Linked DNA regions of Hordeum vulgare: region 1 is linked to region 2. A link is a contact called in public Hi-C data. All regions are on one chromosome and are shown on one strand. The core of a region is the stretch at or near the end of the contact, and the rest is flanking DNA. Distances in the headings are between cores, read along the strand shown.

Region 1 (6,865 bases), core at 4,142-6,641, 480 kb before region 2:
TGGTATATGGGGAAATGATCATCTTGCCTGAGATCCCGCTTGGAAGAAGAACAACTCGGTGGAGTCGGCAAACCATCGTAGTCGAACGGGTCCTCACATTCCGACACACTTGCGGAACTCTATCGAGACGGAGCAAACCGGAAACAAACATCAACACAAGTTTCACCACCACAAAGCAAGACATGATGCATACCCTAATATGATGCATGAACAGGTTAAAATGCAAGGGATGGCATGGCAATTCACCTCACGCAAACATTACACATTAAGTGAAGCTCGATATGCAACGGGTTGCATATCGACGAAACTCCACGTTTAATTATTTAATTCACTCCCGTTAATTATCACGGCAATATTACATTGTGGTTATCATGGCAAGGGTGAAGCGATGAACCTACATGACAACCTAGTCGACAGCACGTCGGACTTGGAACGGAGCTACGGCACAAGAACATGCAACACAAGATCATATGCGATGAATGCAACATGCATGCAAGTTTCAACACGGGCAAGAAGGGAGAGAAACAGGTGTCGCCACGACGAGCGAGAGGGGAACTATGGCGGCAAGCGGAAACAATGCCGCGGCAACGTTTTTGGTACCGATAACTCAATGAGGTATCGATGCCAACGAATTGAGAGCGTGTGCGGGAATGGTAAATAAAGATGGGGTGATCCCGTATCTCGGGTTCCCATGTGTCGAGGGCTCGATGAAAAGGAAGATGACGTGCACGGCAAATAAACGGTGCATACATATGCATTCAACTTGTTCAACACATACACTCGTACATCACTAGCACACGGTACACGACATGTCCCATCGGTATACCTTCGACGCGTGCGAATCGGAGGGGTTCGGTCGAAGCGGACGTCGTGGTCGTCGTGGAAGTAGTCATACACGCGCCGGTAGTTGAAGTAGTGGTACACGGTCTCATCAACGGTAGTCGTTCGCTCGGCGTCGTGGTTCCCAGGTCTTCGGCGTCGGTAGTCGATCACGGGTCTTCGGCGACGTCGAGGAAGTCGAACTCGTCTCTGGGGGTCGTCGAGGGCGTCGTGGAAGTCGGTCTTGTCGGTTCCATGAAGGAGGGGTTGGTGAACACGGCGACGGCAAGCGACGCAACAGCAACATCAAACGTGCATCGGCGGCACAACGAAAAGCGTCAACATCTAGCACCACCAGGTTTCGACTAGCATCGGCAGCAAGCTAGCTAGCATGCACCATTAGGCACGGCATGCAAGCACACTAGCAGCAACAGCAATCGGCCACGGCAAGGCCTTGCTGGCAAGCAACAACAACTAACTGGCAGCTAGTCTACACCCGGCACAGCAGCTAGAACCCTAACAAGCCAACAGCAACAGCTCCAACTCCTACCAGCAGCAACAAAACGGCAAGCAGGCCAGCAGGGCAGCACATCTACTACCGGCAGCAGGAGTAGCAGCTAAGCAACGCAACAGCGGCCTAGCAGCAAGCAAAACGGAATAGCAGGGCAATAGCAACGCAGCAAGGCAGCAACTCGGCACGAGGAGGCCGCGGGAATAGCAACGGCAAGCAGCTCATCTACAGCTAACAGCGACAGCAGCACAACGCCACAACTCGGCACCAGCGCAGCAACAGCAACGGCAGCGGCGTGCTACCTCGGCCTCGGCAAGGGAACGGGCGGTCCGGCGAGCATGACGGGGCGGCGACCGGGAGGCTGGCGAGGACGACCAGGGGGCGAGGCCGGCGGGGCGATGAGCTCGGGCCTGGGGGAAGCAGGGGCGATGGGAGGAGCTTTCCTCGCAGCAGATGGCGGGCGGCGGCCCGCCCGGGTCGAGGGGGCGACCACCATGGCGCGCGGGGGCGAGGTTCGAGGAGGAGGAGGCGTCCACGGCGAGCAGTGCGGCGGAGGAGAGGCCCTGGCGGCGGGCACGGCAGGGCGGCGCGCGGGTCGGGCACCGGCGGCGGCGCGGGCGCAGGGGACGGGGAGCAGAGAGGCGGCTCGCTGGCGACGGGAGGACAAGGCGGCGGCGCGACGCGGGAGGAGGAGGCGGAGCAGGAGGGGGCGCTCGGGAACGAGAGGCACGGGAACTAGGCAAGGGAGAGGAGGCGCACGGGGGATGCGGGCTAGGTCACGGGGGGAGCTGGGCCTTGGGCCGGCTTGCTCTCTATTTGGGCCTTGCGCCTTAAAAAAACAGAGAAGAACATAAAGGAAAAATAATAATAAAAAATAGGGTTTTAGCAAAAATGAAGAAAAAACCTATTATTCCCTTTTAAAGAAATATACCCAATGTCAAAATAGATTGGCTTCTTTTTTTTAAAACGAATAAAAACTAAAACCTTTTAAAGAATTTAAAATTAAAACCCTTTTGTAGAAAAAAAATAAAACCTCTTTTAACACGAGAATAAAATCAAACCCTTTTAAAAGAATTAAAAAAATTCAAAACCCTTTTTAAAGAATCAAAATAAAACTCTTTATTTAAAGAATAAATAAAAGCCTTTTAAAAGAGAAAAATAAAATGGGAGGGTTTTTTTAAATAAAATAACGGAGAAATAAAATAAAACCTAAGGGTTGCCCCCACATTTAATAAAAGGACTTTTATTGTAAGAAGAAGACGCACCCTTTTGAATAGGGGTTTAAACGAAGACTTTAGCAAAACCACAAAACGAAATGAGAGAGGAGAGAAGGGGAGAAGGTTTAGGTCGGCGGCGCAACAGGGTTTAGCGGTGGCTCTCACGCACCCTCTCTCATCACTCCAACAAAACAACGTCACTCACGAAGCACTAACGTCTAACAACACGGAGCAACAAGCAACACCGACAAAACACCGATGACATGATGCCATGCATGATGCGATCATGCAAACTAAATGATGATGCAACCAACAAAATAAAATAGCCGCACGACGGAAACGAAAATAAAGGGGAATCTTCTGGGACGTCGGCATCGGGTTGTCACAGTGTGCCTCCACACAACTCCAAATGGAGATTAGCATCCGCAAGGGTGTGAACTTCGAGACACATCGTTGTCTCCGCGTGCCTTGGTTATCTCTTACCCGAACCCTTTACTTATGCACTTTAATTTGTGATAGCCATATTGCTTTTTGGTATATATCTTGCTATTACTTAGTTGTTTATCTTGCTTAGCATAAGTTGTTTCGTGCACATAGGTGAGCCTAATTATTTTAGGTTTTGTGCTTGTCTAATTAAACTCTAGTTTTATTCCATATTGTTCAAGCCTAAACCGTAATTATTTTAAAGCGCCTATTCACCCCCCTCTAGGCGACATCTACGTCCTTTCACCTCTGCCGCCTCCTGCGCCCGTTGCCTCACATGGTGGGAACGCCGCGCATGTTAGCGTCCGAGAACGTCCATGGTGCGTCCTCGGCGCGCCAATGAAAAGGTTGCGCGTCCGCCATAACGTTCGGACTCCAAACGTACGACACCACCTTCAATGAGGCAGCGACGCCGGATCCAAGCAGAAGTTGTGCCGACACAATGGATTCTTGATGTTGCAAGTCGGAGTGTTTCCATCGGGCAACCACCTCCCGGGAGCGGCGGATCGCACGCCGAACGACCATCTCTTCCTCGGGACCGCGTGGGATGAACTCGTGGTCAATGTTTCTGGAGGTTAAGGACTCGGATCGGTTGCCCGCCATGATGGAGAAGGCGAGAGATTGCACATGAGGACGATTATATGTGGGGTCGATGTGGGCCAGCGCGAGCCATGCAAACGTGGAGGGCGTGCCCGGACGTGGCCGGACGCCCCATATTTGGGCTAAATATGAGGGCTGCCAGTCAGCACGGACGTTTGAAATTCGTTTGAGGCGCCCGATTACATTAAAATTTCTAGGTGTTTGAGACGAATATGATGCTCCTACCATGAGTGATGGTACATGCAGTTCTAGGTGATTTGCCCCAAAATTTGGTGGGATGAAGATGATTTTGAAAGGATGGAGCACTCCCATACAAGTCCTAAAAGTGGAATAGGATTCCCTCAATCTCGGTCAACATGCTTATGGATCCAGACCTTTTTGCCGCTTCGGTGGTTGGGGATGGGAAGGGGAATTATGTCCCCTAGCTCTGTCTAGTAGATAGGTTAGCGTTTTACTCGTTGGAGGGGCGACACATAGGTGCACGAGGATGCTTCATCCTCAAGTAAGTCTTAAGTCGGTCTTTTGGGTTGATCATCCTCAAGTTTATCCGCCAGGACAGATTCGACGAAACTCCGGGCAACATAGATTCATGCAAGCTCTTTGGGGCATTGAGGTTATGGTTTCTCTTTATGTGTGCACGACAGCGAGGTTTGGTGCCAGTTACTTCAGATCGATAGAAGGGTTCAACGACGATGATGTATACAAGGCGATGGTTCTAGGCTCACGTGCATGAAGACTTTTCGACCGCCATCGACAAAGTGAAGTCGGCTCCGGTATAAGAGTGACGACACTAACACACCAGCGGTTCGTTTTGGTACTCCTAGCGTTGTTCGGTGTCATTAGACCTTGATGCATTTTTTTATTACATTTGGATGCTCTATTTTTTATTACATTTGGGATGCTTTGTATTTTCAGTTAACCATTTATAATGAATTTGAATCCTTTTATGAAATAACTAATAATAAGTGGAATGAGTTGTCTTCTTAGTAAGTATTGGTGGTCTCCTAGTTATATATTGTCCCTTTGGTTTATTCTTGTCGTCCAGTGCAAAGGGTGGTGCGATTACATCCTAGAAGGGGCTAGACATCAAGGAATCTCCTATTTGGCGCTTATGGTTTGACATGCTTCCTTATCTGAAGAAACAACCAACCCTGCCCCTCCCCATCCTACATTCTATAGTGAGCCGACCCATCTAGTTTCCACTCGGTTTCAGTTTTGAAAAGTTTTCAACTTGCTTTATCTTGTTTTTCTTTTTTGTGTTTTTACGAGTTTTACTTTGTTTTTGGTTGAGCTTTTTTATTACTTTTTGTGATTTTATAATGTTTTATTTAAATGCATAAACATTTCTTAAATTCACGAACATTTTTTAATTCATAAATTTTTAAAAAGTGAGAAGAAATATTAAATTCGTGCACATATTTTCAAAAAAAGTATTAGTGAGCGTTTTGAAAAGATCATGAATATTACAAAAGTGTGAACACTTATTAAATACATGAACTTTTTAACTTTCATGAACATTTTTTTCAAACATGCAAGCAGCTTCCAAAATCCATGAACCTTTTTTTGGATTTCACCAACATTTTCAATATTAATGGAGAAAAGGTAGCTGGTAATTTTTCTGACCCAATAAGAGTGAGTGACAAGGAGAGCGTAGAAAAAGAGACTAGAGAGTTGAAGCTTCGTGGGCCATGACCCATAGATGTTAGACTTTGGAGTTAAAGCCACCGATTACGAACCGACTCATGGTACCATAATTGCTATATATCGCTTACAGTGGGCAGATCCTATTTGGCGCGTAGGTTGCGCGAGCGACCTAGCGGGCACCCCTCCAGCCTCGAACAAGTGTTTAACTACCCATCTAGGGTTTATTGCCCGTCGGTTTTAGGAAGGTATACTCGAACGTTCCCTAGATCATTTTATTGTTTTACCTTTGTTATTTCTTCCAGTCTTATTTCTTTTATATTTACTTTTGATTTTCCTTTTACTTTTTTCCTTTTTCTGCTTTTATTTTCTTTGTCTTTTTTTGTGCGAATGTCTTTCACACTTGTGAACATTTTACTAAGAAAATAACATTTTGTAAATAACTGAACAGTTTTTTGAAACTTCGCAAACATTCTTTTTAAATCATTATCATTTTAGGAATTCCTGTTTGTTTTATAAAAAATGGGTGAATATTTCGAAATTGTGAACACTGTTTGAAACTTGTGAACATTTTATTAAATCAATGATTGTTTTTTTAAATTTGGGTACATTTCTTAAAATTCACGAATAAAATTTCATTTTGACGATGTTTTTAAATGCATCAGCCTTTTTATAATCGGCAAACACTTTTTGAATTGTAAGTTTTCTGTTTTCCGTATGCATTTTTGGAAATTTATTAACATAATTTGAATCCATTGAATTAGTTCAAATGCTTGAAAAAAATACGAGAAACTTATTTGAAATCATAAATATTTTAATATGCAGACAGTTTTGCAAAATCACAAACATTGTTTTTATTGGACGGTCATTTTTGATTTGTCAAAACTATTAGTCAAAATCGTAAACATTTATTTCTGAATGCTCGATCCTTTTAAGATTACTTGAGCAAAAAAAATTAGGAATTTGAGAAATTTGGAAATTTTGGAAATCCCTAATTATTTTAATGAAGGAAAACAGAAAAGAAAAATACGAAAAAACGAAATGTTCGCGTATAGGCCGCTAACATGGGAGTGTGAGGTTGGCGCACTCAGTTTTCTCGAAGTCTTGCGGTATTCCAAGCTGGCCTAGTTAGTCCGGGCCTTGAAAAAGCTTCTAATAGATTCGGGGAGGTTTGTGACCGGCGTCATACCTTTTTTACTCGGCTGGTTTCCTTTCATTCGGCTTTTATTTTCTGTTTCTATTTTTTCATTATATTATTTCTTTTTATCGTTTTTTACTTGCTTCGGTTTTTTATCTCTTTTTGTAAATTTGTGAATATTAAAAATTCAAGAACATTTCATAAATTTGTAAATATTTTTATATCCATGAACACTTTAAAAATCCTGATAATCTTAGAAACAGAACATTATTCAAATCCTTCAGATTTGTGAACATTTAAATTTATGAATTACTTTGTAGTTCATGAACTCTTTTTTGAGTTCAATAATATTTCTCAAATTGCCGATTTGTTTCCAAAATTAAGAAGTTTGTTCGAAATTCCTGAACATTTTGTAGATTCATGATTTTTTTTGGTTTTATGGTATTTTTTTGAATT
Region 2 (7,229 bases), core at 1,237-3,736:
TTATCTCCTTTCACCTTTTGTGAGTGAGGTTGTTCCTTTTTTAAAAACTTTTTTATCAAAAATTATAGTGACGTATTCACATAATAAAAATATATTCTGCATTTCTTTGGCGTTGGAAAGATTCTCATCCAACCCGGAACGAAAATTCGCCGTTCACAATAAAGTAAAATAAATTAAAAAAATGGTGATAAACTGAAAATCAGAGATTCCAATTGCGTAGGAGAGATTGACTTCGTGGAAAGTAACTTGGGGAGGCTAGAGATCAAGTTTCAAATTGTTGGATTGGAACCTCTTGATCTTAACACGTGAGTAGGTAGGTGGCTCTCACTCAGAAAAATGGATCTGACAAGTGTAAGTGTGTTCTTAGTGCCTCCTTTGTGAATGAGAGGACATGCACAGGTATATATAGGCATCCCCCAAAATCCAACCGTTGCAACATTATTGGCCAACTCGGTGACACCTAAAGGAATCTCAATGGTACCGAGTTGCACTAAATGCGGCAAATTTTGAATTCTTGGCGAGAACAATATATGAATCTCGGTGGTACCAATACGATGACCTAGACCAGTTTCCAAATCTCGGTGAGACCAATTTCAAACTTGGAAACTCCGATTCTTGAAATCTTCACAACAGGAAGTTGGTCACTGAATCTCGACGACACCAATGTGAAAGTTGGTGGTACCGAGATGGTAGGGTTTGGCATATGATCTGTCAAGTGTAAAATCGGTAGGGCTGAGTGGAAATAGTTGGTGGCATCGATTTTGCTGGTATAGCTTTGGACAGAGGTATTTTATGGGAGAATGGCTGAGTATTTTTGGTGGCTACCTCTAAGCACTTGAGCAACCAATTCATCGTAATACCTCACCCCCTTTTAATAGTATTGTCTTTCCTATGGACTCAAAGTGATTTCTCACAAATGTAAAATGTAGAGTCTTCTTGCTTGAAGCTTGAGCCAATCCTATTCCTTTCCTTGCATCAAGGGGCTTCTCCTCACAATCCTATAGCCAAGGCATCTTTGAACTTTTGTGAAATATACTTGGATAAGATCATTAATCCAATGATGCATATGTTGTGATCAATTATCAAAGCCACATTAGGGAACAATTGTGATTTCAAGGGACCATGATAATAAAAAGGTCCAAATGAGATTCTAAAGACACACTCAAATTAGAAGATACACATATGATAAAGGACATGGTGCTAAGGTTGATCGAGGACTGGAACACTATCCATGATGACACTCACTCACTAAAGGTGTGAGTTGTTGAAGTTGGTGGCCGTTGGATGAAGGATGGATTAAAGCAACATAGACGGTGTCATGTCAAAGGCGAGTGACTTCAGTGGTGGAGGAGCAGTCCTGATAGGCCATCATGGAGCTTTCGGAGAGGGAGCAAGCCACCCCCTTCATTGCAGATCTTGCTAACAGATGTCACATCGTGCAAACACAGTCCTCAACTAGCAGATGAATGTTGGGTATGGACCCTGGTACTGGAAACAAACGCACACACCATTGTCTTCAAGATCAATGCAACAACGAGGGATCTCCGTGCTAACGGCATATGGTGGACGAGGTGAAGGAACTTGGTTCGAGGTATCACCGACATGTGTGATCGCCAAGGTAGCCTCGGAGTGCATTGATACCTTTTAATAAATTGCAGCAATTCCAACTAAAAAAGGTGTTAGATTCTAAAAATGAATAGGACGGGGGCAAAAGTCTTCGAGTGCACTTGTGCAATATCCTAAGGCACGTTTCGCAAATCTCGATTTGAAAATACCAAGCCAAGGCTCGTGCCTCAGACACACACCCACAAAGTCTAGTAGTTATGCACTTATCTTTTATATAATTTCACACAATAAGTTTTGGACCGTGCTTCCGATGTGAGATTTTTAAACATGACAAATTAAATGTTTTTATGGCTAATTATGTGTCACGTGACAATTCATGGCATGTTTAGTGTTTTCATCAAAATTTGCCATGCTTGCTGAAGGTAATTGCTATGCTCACGGCATCTAATTGCCACAAAAATGTTTAATTTATATCATACTTAAAAATCTGACATCAGATTCTTAGCATTCTGGTAAGTTTTCTTGCTTCATGACCATGCTTTAGATGAAAAACTAGAGCCAAGTCTAACTCATATATGAGGCTTTTGGGGTCAGCCCATACATAAAGTAAAAGTTTGAGTTGCGAGAGAGTAATAATGTCACCTTGTTTGTGTACAATAAGTTTATTTATACATTTATTATGCTCATATTTGAAAGAAATATGTGCATTGCTGACTCGATTTTTTTATATGTGCGTTTTATTTTCTATTTAAATATTATGCAACTGTATCCTCAAAAGTTAGGGTAACTAAAGGTTAGGTTATCTTCTTTCACCGAGAATTGTAGTGATGTATTCACAGAATAAAATTATATTCTGCATATCTTTGGCGTAGGAAAGATTCTCATTCAACTGGGAACGAAAATTGGCCGTTCACAATAAAGTGAAACAAATAAAAATGAGAGATTCCAATTGCGTAGCAGGAGGCGGCCGAGCTACAGCCTACAGACACATCGCTTTCCGCTGCCGCCGCCGGGCCGCCTCCTCCAACCTCTCGCGCCTCACCCTCCTCTAAACCCCTGGCTGAACCCTAGCCACCGCCTCCGGGAGCATGCACGCCAGGCTGCTCGGCGCTCCGTCCCGCGCCTCCGCCTCCTCCGCCCCCTCCGCCGGCCGCCACCCGTGCCGCGCGTCCTGGAAGCCGCGGCCGCCAAGCCGGACCTCCGCCTCGCCGCCGCCTCTCTCGCTGTTTCGCGCCGGCGCATCCATGGAGCCCGCTTCGACGGAGGGGTAAGCTATTCGCGGAGTGTCGATTCCTGCCGATTGCCGCCTTTGGTTCCCGCCTGTCGGTGAATTCCTGGCGATTTCCGTCCCCCCTGGGCGTTTTCGCAGAGTTTTCACCTGGTTGGTGTGCGGTGTTTCAGGCAGAGCGACCCGCCTGTGCATGGCGTGGCCGATAGGGTCGTCGGGGTGCTGGGGGGCGGCCAGTTGGGGAAGATGCTCTGCCAGGCGGCGAGTCAGATGGGGATCAAAGTGGCCATCCTGGACCCCCTCAAGGACTGCCCCGCGAACTCCGTCTGTCACGAGCATGTCGTGGGGAGCTTCAGTGATGGTGACGCGGTCCGTGAGTTTGCGAAGAGGTAGGCGAAACTGTGATCCCGCTTGGTTGATTTGAGGGGCTGGCATCCCTGTACATTATCGTTCTCACTTCCCAATCTGCTTCGACAAATCCTTATCGTGGTGTTAGGTGTGATGTTCTAACTGTGGAAATTGAGCATGTGGATGCTGTGACACTTGAGAAGCTTGAAAAACAGGGTGTTGTTTGTGAACCCAAAGCCTCTACCATCATGATTATTCAGGTAATCTTTGCCTACATGTCCAACCGTCTTCCTGTTTTGCCAGTTTTGTACTACAGCATCTAATGGAGTATGTTTGATGTATTGATACTCTATTCTATGACAGGACAAGTACAGGCAGAAAGACCATTTCTCAAAATTTGGAATTCCGTTACCTGACTTTGTTGAAGTAATGCACCATATTTTTTTACTTTTGTGGAATTATTGGGGCTGTAAGTGTTTTGATATAAACTTGCAGTGTTGTTTTGCAGGTAGATACTTTGAGCAGTATAGAGAAAGCTGGGGAAATGTTTGGCTACCCTCTAATGGTAAAAAGCAAAAGATTGGCATATGACGGTCGTGGGAATGCTGTTGCTCACGAAAAAAATGAGCTATCTTCTGTTGTTTCTTGTAAGTCTGATAAGCATTGATTCAGTGCAGCCTTTTCTAATTGAATTCTGAAAATCGGAAGCTGTTCTATGGTTTCCGGAATTAGCTATTAGGCTAGGATTTGAATTTTTAAGCAATTATCTTGAAGGCCATAGTTTTTAACATAGTTTGAGTTGACCCAATCACGTGAAGAAATATCAACTGATGAGGCAATTAATTTTAATTAATATTATTTATTGCTGCAGCGCTGGGTGGGTTTGAACATGGCTTGTATGTTGAGAGGTGGACAACTTTTACAAAGGTTAGTTTTATTTGATTTATTTGTTTAATGAGGAAACTAAATCCCATTAAAATCGGTCCAACCCCCAACTATCTTTTGTTTTTATACCCTGCAGTATTTTATAAGCGTCTGTAAATTATACTCCCTCCGTCTCAAAATAAGTGTCTTAAGTTTAGTACAATTTTGTACTAGAGCTAGTACAAAGTTGAGACAGTTATTTTGGGACAGAGGGAGTACAATTTTTCTCTAATTTGTATCTTTCTGAATGTTTAAAGGGATAAACATTTTGGGTGTCCACTTCACATAGCAAAGGATTCGTAGTTGTCAGTCACCATTGTTCTGTAAATTTTGGCTGCATGTCCATATTAATATTGGTTCTTTGTGCTTGTGCATCTGGCAGTGCCATATGTGCGTGCTTGAGATGAGTACTCCCTCCGTCCGGAAATACTTGTCCTAGAGATGAATGTATCTAGACTTATTTTAGTTATAGATACATCCAATATATCCATTTTTAGGACAAGTATTTCCGGACGGAGGGAGTATATGATAAGTTCTGCAGGTTTATTTGAAGATATTTGTTTGATCTCTTGCACAATTTATTACAAAATACCATGATAGGAGTAACAGAACAGAATAGAACAGAACAGATTGCTTCAGTACCTATCATATTATCTATTATTACAACTTTTGTTGTTTACTTACATATTTCGCTATTTATCTTATTTTCGTTCAGGAGCTTTCTGTAATTGTGGCAAGGAGCAGAGATGGTTGTACGGTTTGTTATCCTGTCGTTGAGACCATTCATAAGTAAGATAGCCCTTTTCTTTTTGATTATCTATTTTAGTGCTTCCTTACTATTATTTTATTGTGCTCTGTTTTCCAAATTCGGTAAATATGAAGCCTTTGTTTGGAACATTCAGGGATAACATCTGTCATGTTGTTGAAGCTCCTGCTGAGATACCCGAGAAAATGAAGAAGTTGGCTACCAGTGTAGCTGAAAGAGCTATCAAGTCCTTAGAAGGTGCTGGTGTTTTTGCCGTTGAACTATTTTTAACAAATGACAATCAGGTTTGTTCGAACATTTATGCACATCTTATATAATTGAATCCTCCTATGGTGGTGTTGTATCTTTCTCACGTTGATAATTTCACTAGGTTTTATTGAACGAAGTAGCCCCTAGGCCTCACAATAGTGGACACCATACAATCGAGGCATGTTACACTTCACAATATGAGCAACATTTACGTGCTATTCTTGGACTTCCTCTTGGTGATACTGCAATGAAAGCACCCGCAGCAATAATGTACAACATCCTGGGCGAGGACGAGGTATATATATTTTGGTTTCGTGTTGATTTGTCCTCCATTTTTTGCTATGTTAAACGCTGATATTTATGTGAATAACTGCTAGATTATTTATAGGTCACCATGTTATTTTACTGGTTAGCTATATAATATTGGGCACCCATTGCCACAGGGTGATTCGGGGTTTGTTTTAGCCCATCAGCTGATTAAGAGGGCGTTAAGCATTCCAGGTGCATCAGTCCACTGGTATGCAAAGCCAGGTTGGTTCAGCCACACACTTAGCTGTTGTTGCAGAAAGTTGCCAATTGTGCTTATTGCCTTCCCATGCCGTGAAATATTATTTATTACCTTCCCATGCCGTGAAATATTATTTAAAGAATTGTTCTTCCAGAGATTCGGAAACAAAGAAAGATGGGTCATGTTACTATTGTGGGGCCTTCTTTGTTCAGTGTAAAAGCACATTTGAACAAGTTGCTGCAAAGAGACACAGATGGCCCACAGAAAGGTTAGATTTATTTATCATACCATTGCTATATCTTCAACTTGCTGTTGGCAGATGTAATGCCTTTAGGTAGTACTGTATGGTTGCACAACTTTTGATTATTCTGTCTGATATCTCTGTTTACCACAGATTTTCGCTGTCTGTATTTATTAAGTGGGGTTCTGGATTTGATTTCCAATTGCCACAAGCACTATTATCCATGAGAGTAGTATATGGTGGCTAGGAATGGATAATGGCCATTCCATATGCACTAACCTGGATGACTTCTAAACTTTATTCGTATGCTTCAACAATATTGAAACAACAGTCTATTAGGATGCCGGAAAGAGAGTATAGGAGGCAGATGAATTTTGAATAATGATGAATAATAACCAGTTTAAAACTAATAATAATACTAAAAAAAAGGGCAGCCCGGTGCATGTAGCTCCCGGTTGCGCAGGGTCCAGGGAAGTGTACTAATAATAATACTACTGGGGCATTATATAACTTGGGGCAAAAATTGTCAATGCATTCAAGTTATCTGTTCTGTCTAAATTCTAGTGACTGAAACTCATTATGCTTTATCCAGTACTCTCTTGGTGTCTTTCTTGCCATGGTGAAATTAATCAGGCTTTTGTTATGCCGCCTGCCAATCACTTTTACTTAATTCTTTGTTTGGTGATAAAAGTCTTTTCATTCTATTAATTCCATTTGCTGAGGTCTAGAATGCTTTGTTAATTCCAGTTAGACCTCGCGCTGCGGTTATAATGGGTTCGGATTCGGATCTTCCCATAATGAAAGATGCTGCAGCAGTACTGGAGAAGTTCAACATACCTTTTGAGGTTTGATTTCTGAAACCTTTCTGTTGACAAGCTATGGGCTGTTGCCATGGCCATCCAGCAGCTTGATGGATTGCTTCGTTTTTTCAGCTTACAGTTGTTTCGGCACATCGTACAGCAGAGAGGATGTACGCTTATGCATCATCTGCTAAGGAAAGGGGCTTAGAGGTCATTATTGCAGGCGCGGGCGGAGCAGCGCACTTACCAGGCAAGTGTCAGTTGGCGGGGAAAAACATGCTCACCATACTGCTTTCTAAACATAAAAATGTTAGTGTGCAATTATGTGCATTCTGGTATACTCGATTCTGTCAAAATGAGTAATGTGGAGGGGCGGTAATGTGATATAGAACGTTTATCGAGTTCATGTTATTATCTATTCTATCGAGTGTCAGCTATAGTATGTCAGAGATTTTGAATAAAGTAGTGTTTCTCACTCAAACGGACACATCATTGGCACTGTTGACGAAGCCCGTATGCCTGAAGGAAGTGTAATGAACGATCTGTTCATAATTTTGCTGCGATTAATTAAGGATAATCTTGTAACTGTTTGTTGCAGG

What was found. Hi-C and Micro-C count contacts between places; a contact is called where the count stands out from the background.
Region 1: a Hi-C map of leaf shows a contact between it and region 2, with 3 times the contacts expected there. The contact joins the enhancer-like site here to the promoter of LOC123443117 in region 2. A contact is called at or near these places in 3 of 6 Hi-C or Micro-C datasets (leaf and seedling).

Annotation. Positions count from the first base shown.
Region 1 is chr3H:96,824,612-96,831,476 of MorexV3_pseudomolecules_assembly, reverse strand. No RefSeq gene overlaps it. Among protein-coding and RNA genes, the nearest start is that of LOC123439608, 360 kb to the right of the region's middle. Within about 2 kb of position 5,391, at least 1 of the 3 cell types and tissues checked has open chromatin away from gene starts, as enhancers often do. A contact at or near this core is called in leaf, where this site is marked.
Region 2 is chr3H:96,344,251-96,351,479 of MorexV3_pseudomolecules_assembly, reverse strand. LOC123443117 (phosphoribosylaminoimidazole carboxylase, chloroplastic-like) reads left to right here and starts at 2,486. Exons shown (of 16, transcript XM_045119381.1): 1 at 2,486-2,833; 2 at 2,968-3,183; 3 at 3,291-3,402; 4 at 3,506-3,568; 5 at 3,651-3,789; 6 at 4,014-4,069; 7 at 4,782-4,855; 8 at 4,969-5,116; 9 at 5,203-5,376; 10 at 5,525-5,612; 11 at 5,744-5,857; 12 at 6,578-6,675; 13 at 6,763-6,880; 14 at 7,229. The coding sequence starts at 2,655.